3 separate regions of the Mus musculus genome follow, and all the other regions are linked to region 3. A link is a contact called in public Hi-C data. All regions are on one chromosome and are shown on one strand. Each heading gives the region's core, a stretch centred on a gene start, on an enhancer-like site or on the middle of the called end of the contact. The rest is flanking DNA. Distances are from core to core; before and after follow the strand shown. Region 1 has its middle 18 kb from the start of Gm13218. Region 2 has its middle 28 kb from the start of Gm13218. Region 3 has its middle 250 kb from the start of Gm30957.

Region 1 (4,141 bases), core at 536-3,035, 880 kb after region 3:
ACAGCTGCCATTGCTCTCGTCATGTGTTACATAATTCTCACACAATGATTAATAACTATTATTTTATTTCTCCTGTTTTGTGGATAAGAAAATTAAAGCTCAGAGGCATTAAATAACTTACCTAAGCCACTCCACTCATCAAGAACCATACTGGGTTTTTTAATCAAAATTTCTTTGTCTCTAAATGTATCCTTTTCCTTTCCTGTACTTTCAACCAGTCACCATCATCTGAAACCATCATCTTAATTGATTTGCTCTGCTAAGCACATTTATTAACTTAGTTGCCATCACGCTATAAATTAAACAAAAAGAATCCAAGGTAAACAGTAATCACAGAAGAGAATCACAAATCCCCTTAGGAAACAGTTTAAATGCTGAGGAAATGAAATTAAAGCAATGTACTATATAAGACGATTATCAAGACGTGGACCATGACTGGATTTTCACATCTGATACAGTTTTAGGACACGTGTAGCATCTCAATTAATAAAGGAAAATCCCAGCCTTGGTGATGGAGAAGAGTTAGGGAACATTGGCTATTTGGTGATCTCATCCGGTGTGACCCCAATTTGCATGAGGGGTGAATAAAAACTTTGTCTTATATCCCCAGTTACTCTAGATGTATTTTTTTGCCCTGGGGTTGTATTTAGCCAGATGTGCCTTGATGGGAACCTCATTCAGGGAGATTTGCAATGTCTCAGAAACCACCGGAGGACAGAGTTTTCTAAGTTCATGAGTTTCAAGGACCAGCTACTGTCCCAAAGAAATAAACCAGCTGAAATGAGACAGGCATGCCTTTAGTTCTAGTTCTGGCCTGAATGAAATCCATTCTGATAAATTGATACCATACAATTATTTAGAGATTTCAAAACAGGGCCAGATTGTGAGTGTCTGATCCTAAGAGCTGCCTCCTGCCTGCCTAAGACATTATCCAATATTGATTGTAACTTTTAAGTTCCCCTCATAAGGTAGAAGTTGGCACAAATGATCCCCTTACTTTCTAGTCAATTTAGCTGGAGAGTGGAGTCCATGAAAGAACTTATTTGATTTAGATGTTTACAAATGTACACTGCTTTTCTTGGCCTTTAGAAATGGCACAAGGATAAACTTTTTTTTATCATGTTTCAGGAAAATGTCTCCTGATATTCACTGTTCAATCGCATTTTTAGCTGAAGAGTACTTAAGAAATGCACCTTTAAATTATTCAAGAGTAACTCAAGAGATGTCTACCACAATGGTTTATCCCGATACCCGAACAACTATCTAATTGGCTCTTTCTAGAATGCTACCAAAGTTTTCAAATGTAGAGTGCAGTTAGGTGGGCCCTTCATTTTGTAGGTCATGAAATGATAGGGTCAAGGGTCAAAGAAGACGTTTGGCTGACTGCTGGATTAGAGAGCTTATCCACACATTGGGCACTCAACACTGTGTCCCTTCCAATTGAACTCTAATGCCTCTCAGACTTTAAAAGATTCTCTCCTTATATAATAATAGTAAATCTGAGGCAAGAGTGGGTTAGAAATCCTCCCTCATGTTACTGTAGCAAACCAATTACATTGTTAATTGGCCTACATTATATTGTGAAGAATCGTTTAATTTTTTTTTTAATTCTACCTGGCTAATTATAAATGGATGGTTCCAGAACACCTTAAGTACCTTCTCCCTCACACAAACTCATTATGGTGAAAAGAGTCTTGATGATTTCAAGGCTGTGGCTTGGCTTCCTTGCCCTCCCTGAGGTCTCTCAGATGAGTCACCACTTTCTCAAGTGTAACAGAATCTTGGTAGCTGCCACTGCCTAAGCTGCAGAGGCTGGAATGGCAGAAACGCCAGCCAACCACACTCGGGGGCCCTCCTTGGAGTCTCCTCCCCTGCCTCGCACATCATTAAGCAAATTGTCAGCTCAGTTTTAATTACGGTGCTTTTATGGCTGCTGGTGATGTAAGAGGCACAGTGGGCACACCTTGTTTTTTTCCAAGCCGGGCTGTGTTTGTAGTGCTGGCAGTTGGGGCCAAAGCATTTTTCATCTCGCAGAAATGGAGCTAATTTATGTGGGAACCCAGACCCTCTCCGTGTTCTGTGAGCTGCATCAATTTGCAGAGTCTAATGAGCCCTTTTTAAATGATGGAAAAACCCTGTTTGCCTGCAATACTGAAGATCCTTTTAAAACCTGCCATGAGGGAACGTATATGCTCAATCAGAAGGAACCAAGCTCACCTTGCCCTGGTTTGTTGCCTAACCTAAGAGACAGAGGCTGGGGAAACGCTGGTGCCCATGAGGCCCTACAAGTCTGTAGACAGTAGTCTTGACCACTTTTGGGAATGAGAAGTGCCACTCACACTAGTTTGGTAGAGAGGGCTTGAGTTCTGAAAAAGGCCCGCTGTTTGTCTTCGAGTTAATAAGTTCCCAGTGAAGGAATGGACAGCTGGAAAGAGCTACAAATACATAACCAACAAAGCCACCTCAAGTTCTTTATGAACTTGCAATGCAGCAAGACGCACAGCTGGCCATAGTCAAGGTTTCCTTCAATGATGCCTTCAAGGGAAGAAAGAATCAGCTGCTTCTAAAGAGGGCCAAGGTCACCATCTCCCAGCCCAACCAAAGCTAAAGGAATCAGCGAGGGGCCTATAGAGGCCTCTGTAGGTAGAACAGTTGCCTGGTGTGCTGGGGGGATGTGGCTTGATCTCTAGAACCATAACTGGACATGACCAATAACACTGGTGCTCAGAATTAGAGACAGGAAGATCATAAGTTCAAGGTCATCTTCTAGTACATAGGGAGTTAGAGGTCAGTCAGACCACATGTGCTCCTGTCTAAAAAGAGAGAACGAAAGGGCAGGAAGAAGAAAGAGGGAGCTCTGACTAGTTTGTAATGAGAACTAATGAGAGAGCAGTAGACAATCGTTGCAGAGCGACTGATAGTCTAAGTGCTGGGCTCTGTTGGATCATACGCCTGTGCTGACCAAAGGATTTCCTCCAAAGGTTCCCATTCAGGTGAATAAATATTAGCGTGCCGAGCTCCAAGTTTAAACTAGTATTTACGGTTCAGTGATACTCTGCCGTTTAAAAACCTTCTTATGTTATCGATTCCCCTTTCAGAAACGACTTCAAAACCTTGCTCAAAGCAAAAACCATGTGAATTGTCCCAGAGCTAAATGACAAGGGCCCACAATCCTAGAGTTCAAGGTTAGAACTTCTCTGAGGTGAAAATGTGTGAAATAATTTAAAAAATAAGTCAGTGATTATGTAAATACCCTTTCTTGTAAGTGACCAGAGGTGACTATGGCAATGATTAGTTAGTCTCCTGACCCAGAATACCCTACAAAATCAGGCAAAACAGAAGGCTCAAATCCTCCTAGTCACTTTAAGAACACTCAGGAAACCGTTCTGGCCATCAAGAACACCCGTGTCTAAAAAGCCATCAAGTATCTGAAAGATGGCACTTTAAAAACCCTTCTTTCTGACAGTAGAATAGAGTTGGTGTTCCCTAGGCTAACTAGTAGGGCTGGACAGAGAGTTGGTGGCCCTAAAAGAGTGCAGAATTTCAGAGTAATCTTAACTTAAGGACTTAGGTATACATGCTCGAGCCATTGAACATCTCTCCGGTGAACACAACACTCAAGATGCGCAATTGAATTCATAGAGCACAGCATCAGATCAACCTATACACAGACCCCGCACCCCCTGCCATATTGGGACAATCCTCACTGACACAGGAAGTGTTCCTAAGCAAGAAAAAGAGGATGCTCGGGGGTAAAAAGAAATCCCATATCAAGTGGTCAACCCTGATAACATACATGCAAGTAACAGTGTAAATGGGTTGAACATGTTGTAGTTATGTTTATGAGTGAGTGTGTGTGTGTGTGTAAAGCAATTAAAGAAAAGAGGCCTCTAAAGAGAGCAGGAAGGGATGTTACATGGGAGAGAAAGTTTGGTGGTATATAAGATAGAAGAGATGGGGTAATTATACTATAAACTCAAAAAACAATATTTAAAAAAAAAGATATTCCAGAGGAAACTGAAGAAACCAAGACATATGACATAGTAATAAATTCAGTATGAAGTAAGTAAGTGTGTTTTTTAAGTTTTGATTCAAGCTGAGGGAGTGACTCGGTTGGTATGATCTTTGGCTCATTAGCATG
Region 2 (4,063 bases), core at 948-3,447, 930 kb after region 3:
CCCTCCAACCAATCAGAATGCCAGAGAACTCCCGGTCAGAGCGTTGACTGACCTATCTCTCAAGGATAAGACAATGGCCTACTTTGTTGTACAATGCAGATGGATTCCCATGCCATGTGCCCAGAGTTCGTTGAACACATGATGCTATGAAAGCGTCGAATCCATGAAGGAAGACACTAAGCATAGGTCGTACACCAGACAAAGCAAAGCAGAATCCACACTAAAGCAAGATGGAGGGCAGGTAGGATGGCTCTGTGGGTAAAGGTGCTTTGCTGACAGGTCCTGACGATCTCACCTGCTGAAAAGGGAGGACTGAATCTTAAAAGTTGTCCTCTGACCTTCAAAGGATTGAATTACTTTCCTATGTGTGTATAGACAGACAGACACACACACACAACACACACACACACAGAGAGACTTTTTTTTAAATTAAGCAAAAAAATCCTTGGTTTTAAAGTGTTCTGGAAGTTTCCTAACCTGTGTGAAACTCCATTTTTCTTCCGTCTCAGAAGATTAAGTGTTCTGTCAGTTCCTATCAGAAAGTAGAATCTCTACTTCCAAGAAGCCAGGTTATTTCAAGCCCTGCTGCCTTTCGCTTGTCATTTGCCTAACCCTGAAAGCAAACTTTCCCAAAGGAATCTCTTCTAAGGACCCATGTGCTCCTGCTATTCCCAATAGGCTCCTTCATTATTTTATCTAAGCCTTTACTGCACTGACTGAGCTTAGCCTGACAGAACCAAGAGCTTCTCTGCTGTCCTGTGAACAGAAATGAACCCAGGAGAGAAGCGAGAAGCAATTCTTTCACTGCCTACACTCACTGGCTAAGTAAACAATGCCCTTTGCTCATTTTACATAAAATGTTCTCATTTACATAAAATATTTACCTAAATGATTGTGTGCAAAGTAAAACCAAATTGGTTAACTATTCAAGGAGGACTTGAGCGAGATTCTTTCAGGATCATTGTTGTTTTCTCTGGCTCTTTTTTGTTTCCCAGTGCAGGGATATGTATGTAGGCAGGTGTTCTACCACTGAGCTACATTGCCAGTCTTCGTGTTGGCTTTTTCTTTAAAAACAGTATCTTCCATTTCAACCCTTTTAGCATTCCTTTAAAAGAGAAGAGGACTCCAACTTGAAGCCTTTGAGCTTTAAACTGAAAAAAAAAAAAAAAAAAAAGAATACAAAGAGCATCCTTCCAAAGGCAACGGCCCTAATTCAGGCACTGGGAACTCTGCTTAAATACCCAAGCTCCACTGTCCCCAACACAGAGACTTGACTAAAGTGACTAATTATAGCGACTAAACTCCATCATGACAAGGAGAATGTCCATTCACTCAGAGTAGTGGCCTCAATACCTAACAATTCAGGGCTTGACACATGAACTCCACTAAGGGTAGAATGTATAGGATCCACATTGAAGGGAAGAATGGAAGAATACTCACAGACGATAGCCCAAGTAAGGCAACACTTCAAACAGAAATATCCACTTTATTTCATTGGCATTCAAAACCCGAGTTCTTACTTGATTGTCTTTGTAGACATCAGATCAGCTTCTCCACTGGAAAGAACGTAATAGCTGATGTCTGAATTGTTTTAAATAATGAGAAAGGTTTGAGGGTGAAGCTTTAGCAGAAAGCCCTGGCTTCAGTCCCCAGCACTACATATACCTGGCATGGTAGTCCACACCTATAACGCCAGGACGCGACAGGAGAGGCAAGATGATCGAGAGTTCAAGGACATCCTCAGCTATGTACGGGGTTCAAGCTAAGTCTGTGATACATAAGCTTTTGCTTTCTGCAATCATCCTATCCAGTTAAAAAATCTTGATGATATGTGATTACTACTAACAGTCTATTTGTCAAGTCTGCATGGAGACTCACCTCACAGTAGCTAAGGGTGGCCTTACAACTGTCTAAGACTCTCTTGTTGCCATTTTCCCAGTAGATGAGGCTGACGTTTTGCCTGGGATAGTCACAGGTGATGATGTTCTACTATTTGGCAAACAAATCATAATAAGAGCCACGTAAATCTCAAGCGCGGGATGAAGCACCTTGGTGTTCCTGAGACACTTAACTAGGATTTGCTCCTGCGGTTCTGCACAAGGCATCGAAGGGAGCGAGTGGCTTGCCGGAGCTGCTCTGCACGGATGACATCACCGCTTGGCTTTCCGAACACACCTTCTTGGCTCTCGCTCTTTTGGCTCCCTTCCATGTAAACAAGGCCTGATTAATGCTGCAGAAGGCCTGTGAATCACGTATTCCACTCCCACAGGGGAAGGCAGAATGTCACTTTTTCCTCATTTTGTACACAGAGCATTTGGGTATTTAATGTGGCATCCCTAGCAACGACATAGAAACTGCTTCAGTGCCTGGCTGCCAGCCTCGTGACACTTTCTGTGAGAGCAGCTGACGGCTTGCCCACTGGAAGGCCTGTGTTAACACCTGAAGCTGCATTCAGAGGACTGACCATTATGGCTGGAACACAAGCACATGACAAGCCTGCCCTTTGATGTAGAGACAAGGAGAGAAAGGAGGCATCTTTTCTAAACCGAGAGCAAATGGGATCCCACCATTCAGTCCCAGCTGCTGTAGATTCACCAGAGCCTAGGTTGGGGGCGTTGCAACCCCTGCTATTGCTACCTCAGCCAGCTGGCAACCGCACTGAACACATATCTAATCAGTAAATCAAGGGAAGCCAGGAAAAATAAAAGCAAAAATCTCCCCCCAGCACAAAGAAGGAAGCTTTGGTCGTCAATCTTTATGACCAGGCCACAAAAATCGTTGAACGGCTGTAAACAGTCAACAAGTGATTTGGAAGAATTTCACTTGGAGGAGAGAGTAACCTTGGCCATCAACGCACCTTGGGGCCATGTAGAGCTTTATAGAAGTACTGAGCTCCACCAGACCGGCATGGTTCACCTCAGGGGAGGATTACGCTGTGGCCTCAGTTTTTGGGCAAAGAACATTCCAGACTCATGAGTTGATTTTCTTGTGCAGACCCTGAAAGTGGCAAATATTAAAATAACCCACTGGTCAAAATAATGGCTCTCGAGCATTTCCTTTTCCTCTCTGAAGAAAGCCTGGGAGAATGGAGAAGCGAGCCTTTCTTTTCTGTCCTTCTCATGTGACCTCCACAGAAAACAACACAGGTGTGCTCCACTAGCTTCATAGAATTTATTTTTCCAGAAAACCACATTGTTTTCCATTTTTATAAGCCAGGATAGGAAGACTATGAGATCAATTCATCAAAAACTACTCAAGTCCCTCTGAAGGAGGAAGTGTATGACCATGGTCACCTCCAAGGTTAATGTCTTTCTTATGAGGTATGGTGCAACTTTCAACATGCAACAGTCAAAGGTAAAGTCATGCAACAGTCAAAGCAAGCCATGAAAAGTTAGCAAATTGTTTGAATTCTTTCCATTTAGAGAGGGAGAGAGAGAGAGAGAAAGACTCAAGATTTTATTCGCCCATATTTCAGAATACGTGTGGCATATAAATACACAGATACATATGCACACATGCACACATGCATGCATGCATGCATACAATGCAGGGTCTAATACACAGGTCATTCAGGGGAAGTATTTGATTGTTTTGGTCATAACATCAACTCAGAGTCCCAGACTTCTTGAGAATTCTGAAAGCAGACTCAGACAACAGAGTCACCAGACCAGTGAAATGCAAGTCCACATGCAAAGCAAGAGAGACAATTCCAGTCACCACCTAACCCAGGAAGAAGTGAAATGGCTACTTTGAGTACTTGAGGGGGATCCACTGGCCCACCCTTTGGGCTATTTGTGCTCCCTGGACCTTTTCTGCGGAGCTCCTTGCCCCTGGCTCTGCCTGGCAGGTGGAGCTTGTGAGATTCCCCTGTCTTGCCCAATACCACAGGGTGTATTATTATTACCTATATTGCACAAGATTCACTTTCTTTGTCTCAGCATCACAAGATTACAGGGATTCCTTGGGTGGAACACAAACATTCTTCCCTAGCAAGTGCCACAGTTAGAGGCTCCTCCTCACTGCCAGCGTGTGGTGTGTCTTTGTGATTTGATGTTTGATGAGC
Region 3 (4,220 bases), core at 111-2,610:
TCTCTCTCTTCTCTCTCTTTCTCTCTCTCTCTGTCTCTCTCTCTTCTCTCTTCTCTCTCTCTGTCTCTCTGTCTCTGTCTCTGTCTCTGTCTCTCTCTCTGTCTCTGTCTCTCTCTCTCTGTGTCTCTCTCTCTGTCTCTCTCTCTGTCTCTCTCTCTCTCTGTCTCTGTCTCTCTCTCTGTCTCTGTCTCTGTCTCTCTGTGTGTGTGTGTGTGTGTGTTGGTAAATGTGCATTTGTGCAAAGTGCATATGTCCTGGTCAGAGAACAACCTTCAGTCCTGAAGATCTTCTACTGTTTGCTTGAGATAAGGTCCTACAACAGCGTGGACTTCAGCATTTAGACCAGGTTAGGAGTCCCATGAGTGTCTTGGAAGTCCCTACTCTCCACCCCCCCAACTCTCAGAGCTGAGATTATAGATACAAGTCACGTCTCTTTATGTGGGTTTTGGGGATCTGAACTCATGCTTGCCAGGCAAGCCTTTACACCCTGAACTGTCCCCAGCAACCTCCTTTCTTTTATTGACTTTTGATTCCAAGGCACAGAAAACCTAAATAATTCTTACAGCAGTTTTCAGATATCAGATCCAAAGCTGGGCTGTATTCTTGTATGCTGCATCATATCTGAATTGGGTGTCAGCTGTACAATTTCTAAGTTCCTCCTCAATATTGATGTATTTACCAGGACGCCTATGTAAGGGAAACTCCTCTTCGATTTATGTTTAAACCCATTAGCATTTTTCATGTATGTAAATAGTGATTTCCAAATTATTTCATTTCTTCTTTTTATAGAATCTTTACCTGTTAGAGAAGCTCCATCATTCTAATTAGGCATGGCTATGATACTGTACACAAGCCACAAGCCTAAAAGTAGCATGAATGGAAATTAGGTATCCAAACCAGCACTTATGTATCTGTAGCTTGAAGGACACCCGGGCCACTTATGTAACAAAGGGTGAGAAAAACTGCTCCTCCTTTGGAGCTTTAATTTCAGTCAGGTTTGGGATCAGGCTTTGTTTGTTCCCTCCCGGGTCATTGTTGTAGGTGGTTTGTCTTGCCCTGTTCATCCGACGTCAGCTTTACAGTTTATTGCTCCAGTGATAAATTTTAATTTCTACTTATTTATTTTTGTTGTTGTTGTTCCTGGTGTATTTATTTTATTTGTTTCCACTGACTTGCAGACCAGGATGGCAATTGTTATATAGTAGTTTAGTTTTAAAAGAAATAAGACTGCTCAAGCAGCTAATACTGGAAGATGTATCACCAGCCTGAATAATTGTGACAACCATAGACCGTATCAGGGCCTGTTTGTTTGCACAATACCCTCCTGCATTAAGAAATCCGTCCCAGCTGTCTTGGGCTCCGGAGTCACCCATTTCATCACTTGACACTGCAGCAGATGTTATGGACTGATAACGGACCTCCCTTCATTCACTCCCCATCTAAGATTACCTCTAGAAAAAAAAAAACTAATACATTATAACCCTCCCAGCCATTTGTTAAAAAAAAAAATCAACAATATATTCTCCTCTTTAGCATTAAATGATTTTTTTCTTTCTTTCTCTTTAGATGCACACACTATATAAACATGAACATTTAACACATTTGTTGCATGGTTTTCGGTAGGCAAGACAAATCAGTGAAAGACAAGAATGTAATGATTTAATTGAATTACGGGCAGATCAGATTTAGAGTTGATGACTCCTGTCCCCATTATATTTGAAAGATGCTCTTTGCCTTTGGTGACAGACAGATGCCCTGTGTGCACAAGCTCATTTTAAATGAGGGTTTCTTTAATTCTGAAAAATCGAAGTAAGAGAGCTCAGCTAAGGGACTTAAGGGGAGAATAAAATCTGAATTAAGTTGAATGCATTTCTTAACTAATCATTAGAGTCTGCTCTTCAGTTGGGAAACTGGAGGATTTGAGTACATTTAACACAAAGAGGGCTGAACATTGATTAAAGATCACACAGGGGACAGTGAGGACTGACCACTGCTTAAAGACCATGCAGGAGGAGAGTGGGGACTTGCCATTGCTTAAAGATCATGACAAGCACAGGGAAAAATGGCCATTGCTTAAAGAACATGCCGGGGCAGTGAGGACTGGCCATTGCTTTAAAAAGTGAACACTTCTTGTAACCAGAATGCCTTAAGGAAACTGGGCATTAAAAACGAATAGACATATACAAACAACCTGTACATTAGATGAAAAAAAGGCTTTGTAAATGAAAACCATTACTCCACTGCGTGTGTTGCGGGAAAGTAAGGGGTGGAAACGTGTCTCAGGTAAAACTGCAGGTCATCTGTGGCATTTCATCATGAGTCACTGTTCCAGACCTTCAAGATTGCACCTTCAGGCAATTGTTTCCATCATTTTTTTCCTGCAGCCTTTTGACATAAAGGTAGACTCTCAATGACAACTGCCTGCTACAGAATTTAGTATATGCACACAGACACATCTGGCCACTGAGACCCATGCCGCTGAGATGCTCATGCTGTTTGGACCCATCCCATCTGCAGACACCAAACCCAGACACTATTACTGATGCCAAGAAGTGCTTGCTGAGAGGGGCCTGGAGTAGCTGTCTCCTGTAAGGCTCAGCCATAGCCTGACCAATACAGAAGCAGATGCTCATAGCCAAACATCGGATTGAGCACAGGGATCCCAATGGAGAAGTTAGGACAAGGACGGAAGAAGCTGAAGGGGTTTGCAGCCCCATAGGAAGAATAACAATATCAACTAATCAGACCCCCTCCCCTCAAGACCTCCCAGGGACTAACCCACAAACCAAAAAGTATACACGGGGAACCCATGGTTCCAGCTGACCATGTAGCAGAGGATAGCCTATCTGGCATCAATGGGAGAAGAGACCCTTGTTCCTGTGGAGGCTCCATGACTCAGCATAGGGTAATGCTAGGGCGCTGAGGCAGGGGTGAGTGGGAGGGTGAGAGAGCACCCTCATAGAGGCAGGGGGGGTATAGGGGGCTTCTGGAGGAGAAACTGGAAAGGGGGATAACATTTGTAATGTAAACAAACATAGCGATTTTTTTTCTTTTTTTTATTAGATATTTTCTTTATTTACACTTCAAATGCTATTCTTAAAGTTCCCTATACCCTCCCCCCCACCCCCCCACCCCGTCCTGCTCCCCTACCCACCCACTCCCACTTCTTGGCCTTGGAGTTCCCTTGAACTGGGGCATATAAAGTTTGCAAGACCAAGGGGCCTCTCTTCCCAATGATGGCCAACTAGGCCATCTTCTGCTACATATGCAGTTAGAGACGGGAGCTCTGGGGGTACTGGTTAGTTCATATTGTTTATAATAACCTTTTTTTTAAAAATCTTACTAGTGGGGGGAAAAAAGGAAAAAGAAAAGTGGGTTGTTTCAAATCTAGAAATGCATGGCCTGATGCTATAATTAGTAACTAAAATGTCCTCCATAAGTAAATAATTTTGATAATTTGGTGCCCAACGGGTGACTGTTTTGGAAGGTTAGAGAGTGTTTGGAAAATCAAACCTAGCTAGTGGAGATAGGTCACCACAGGTGTGTTTTGCCTGGTTTTCGTGATTCTGGTTCCCTTCCCTGCTTTCTGATGCTTTGCCACGAAGGAAGGCACATCCCACCTGCTCACCCTTCCATGAGCAAATCCTCTGAAATCAAAGAAAGGGATTCTGCCTTGTTGTATGCTTTGGGAATTAGAGGGCTAAATTAATACACTTGGTATTTATGGGGGGATTTTAAGATCCACTTCTAGTCTTGAGAAGAGATCATTCTGGGAACCTCACACAGGAGAACACCGTAGAAACAGAGGCCTTTTGTTATATTCCTATTGCTGTACCACTGGTTTCTGAGACTTCTGAATGAGAGCAGCATTTAGAAAAAAACAAGACCATGCATGTTCTCTAACGGCAGCATGGACACACCACACAGAGTAGAATTCTTCCCAATTCCGTAGCTGCACAAGTTTTCAGGCATCTGTTGAATAGGCTAGGTAGTACAACCTTCAAGTCTAGAAAGCAGCTGGACAATGGAGTGAGGAAAGGAAGGCAGATGTGTGTGAAAGATGTGTGTGATGATCTGGCCTGATGTAGTTTAAAACATAAATATCTCAGAATGGCTCCTGTTCCGGGGATCCAGGTTTACTGGGATGTTACAAACTGCGAAGGACAGGAATTTCTATGATTTTTCTCTTAAAATTAGGGAAAGTTGGTAAATAAAAGAGA

The links. Hi-C and Micro-C count contacts between places; a contact is called where the count stands out from the background.
Region 1: a contact with region 3 is called in a Hi-C map of the N1E-115 cell line, with 3 times the contacts expected there. The contact joins two enhancer-like sites. A contact is called at or near these places in 3 of 484 Hi-C or Micro-C datasets (the N1E-115 cell line, embryonic fibroblasts and embryonic stem cells).
Region 2: a Hi-C map of the N1E-115 cell line shows a contact between it and region 3, with 4 times the contacts expected there. The contact joins two enhancer-like sites. A contact is called at or near these places in 2 of 484 Hi-C or Micro-C datasets (the N1E-115 cell line and myocytes).

Annotation. Positions count from the first base shown.
Region 1 is chr2:9,572,551-9,576,691 of GRCm38.p6, forward strand. No RefSeq gene overlaps it. Among named protein-coding and RNA genes, the nearest start is that of Gm13218, 18 kb to the right of the region's middle. Within about 2 kb of position 1,786, at least 38 of the 459 cell types and tissues checked have an H3K27ac peak or open chromatin away from gene starts, as enhancers often do. A contact at or near this core is called in the N1E-115 cell line, where this site is marked.
Region 2 is chr2:9,618,589-9,622,651 of GRCm38.p6, forward strand. No RefSeq gene overlaps it. Among named protein-coding and RNA genes, the nearest start is that of Gm13218, 28 kb to the left of the region's middle. Within about 2 kb of position 2,198, at least 86 of the 459 cell types and tissues checked have an H3K27ac peak or open chromatin away from gene starts, as enhancers often do. A contact at or near this core is called in the N1E-115 cell line, where this site is marked.
Region 3 is chr2:8,690,106-8,694,325 of GRCm38.p6, forward strand. No RefSeq gene overlaps it. Among named protein-coding and RNA genes, the nearest start is that of Gm30957, 250 kb to the right of the region's middle. Within about 2 kb of position 1,361, at least 6 of the 459 cell types and tissues checked have an H3K27ac peak or open chromatin away from gene starts, as enhancers often do. A contact at or near this core is called in the N1E-115 cell line, where this site is marked.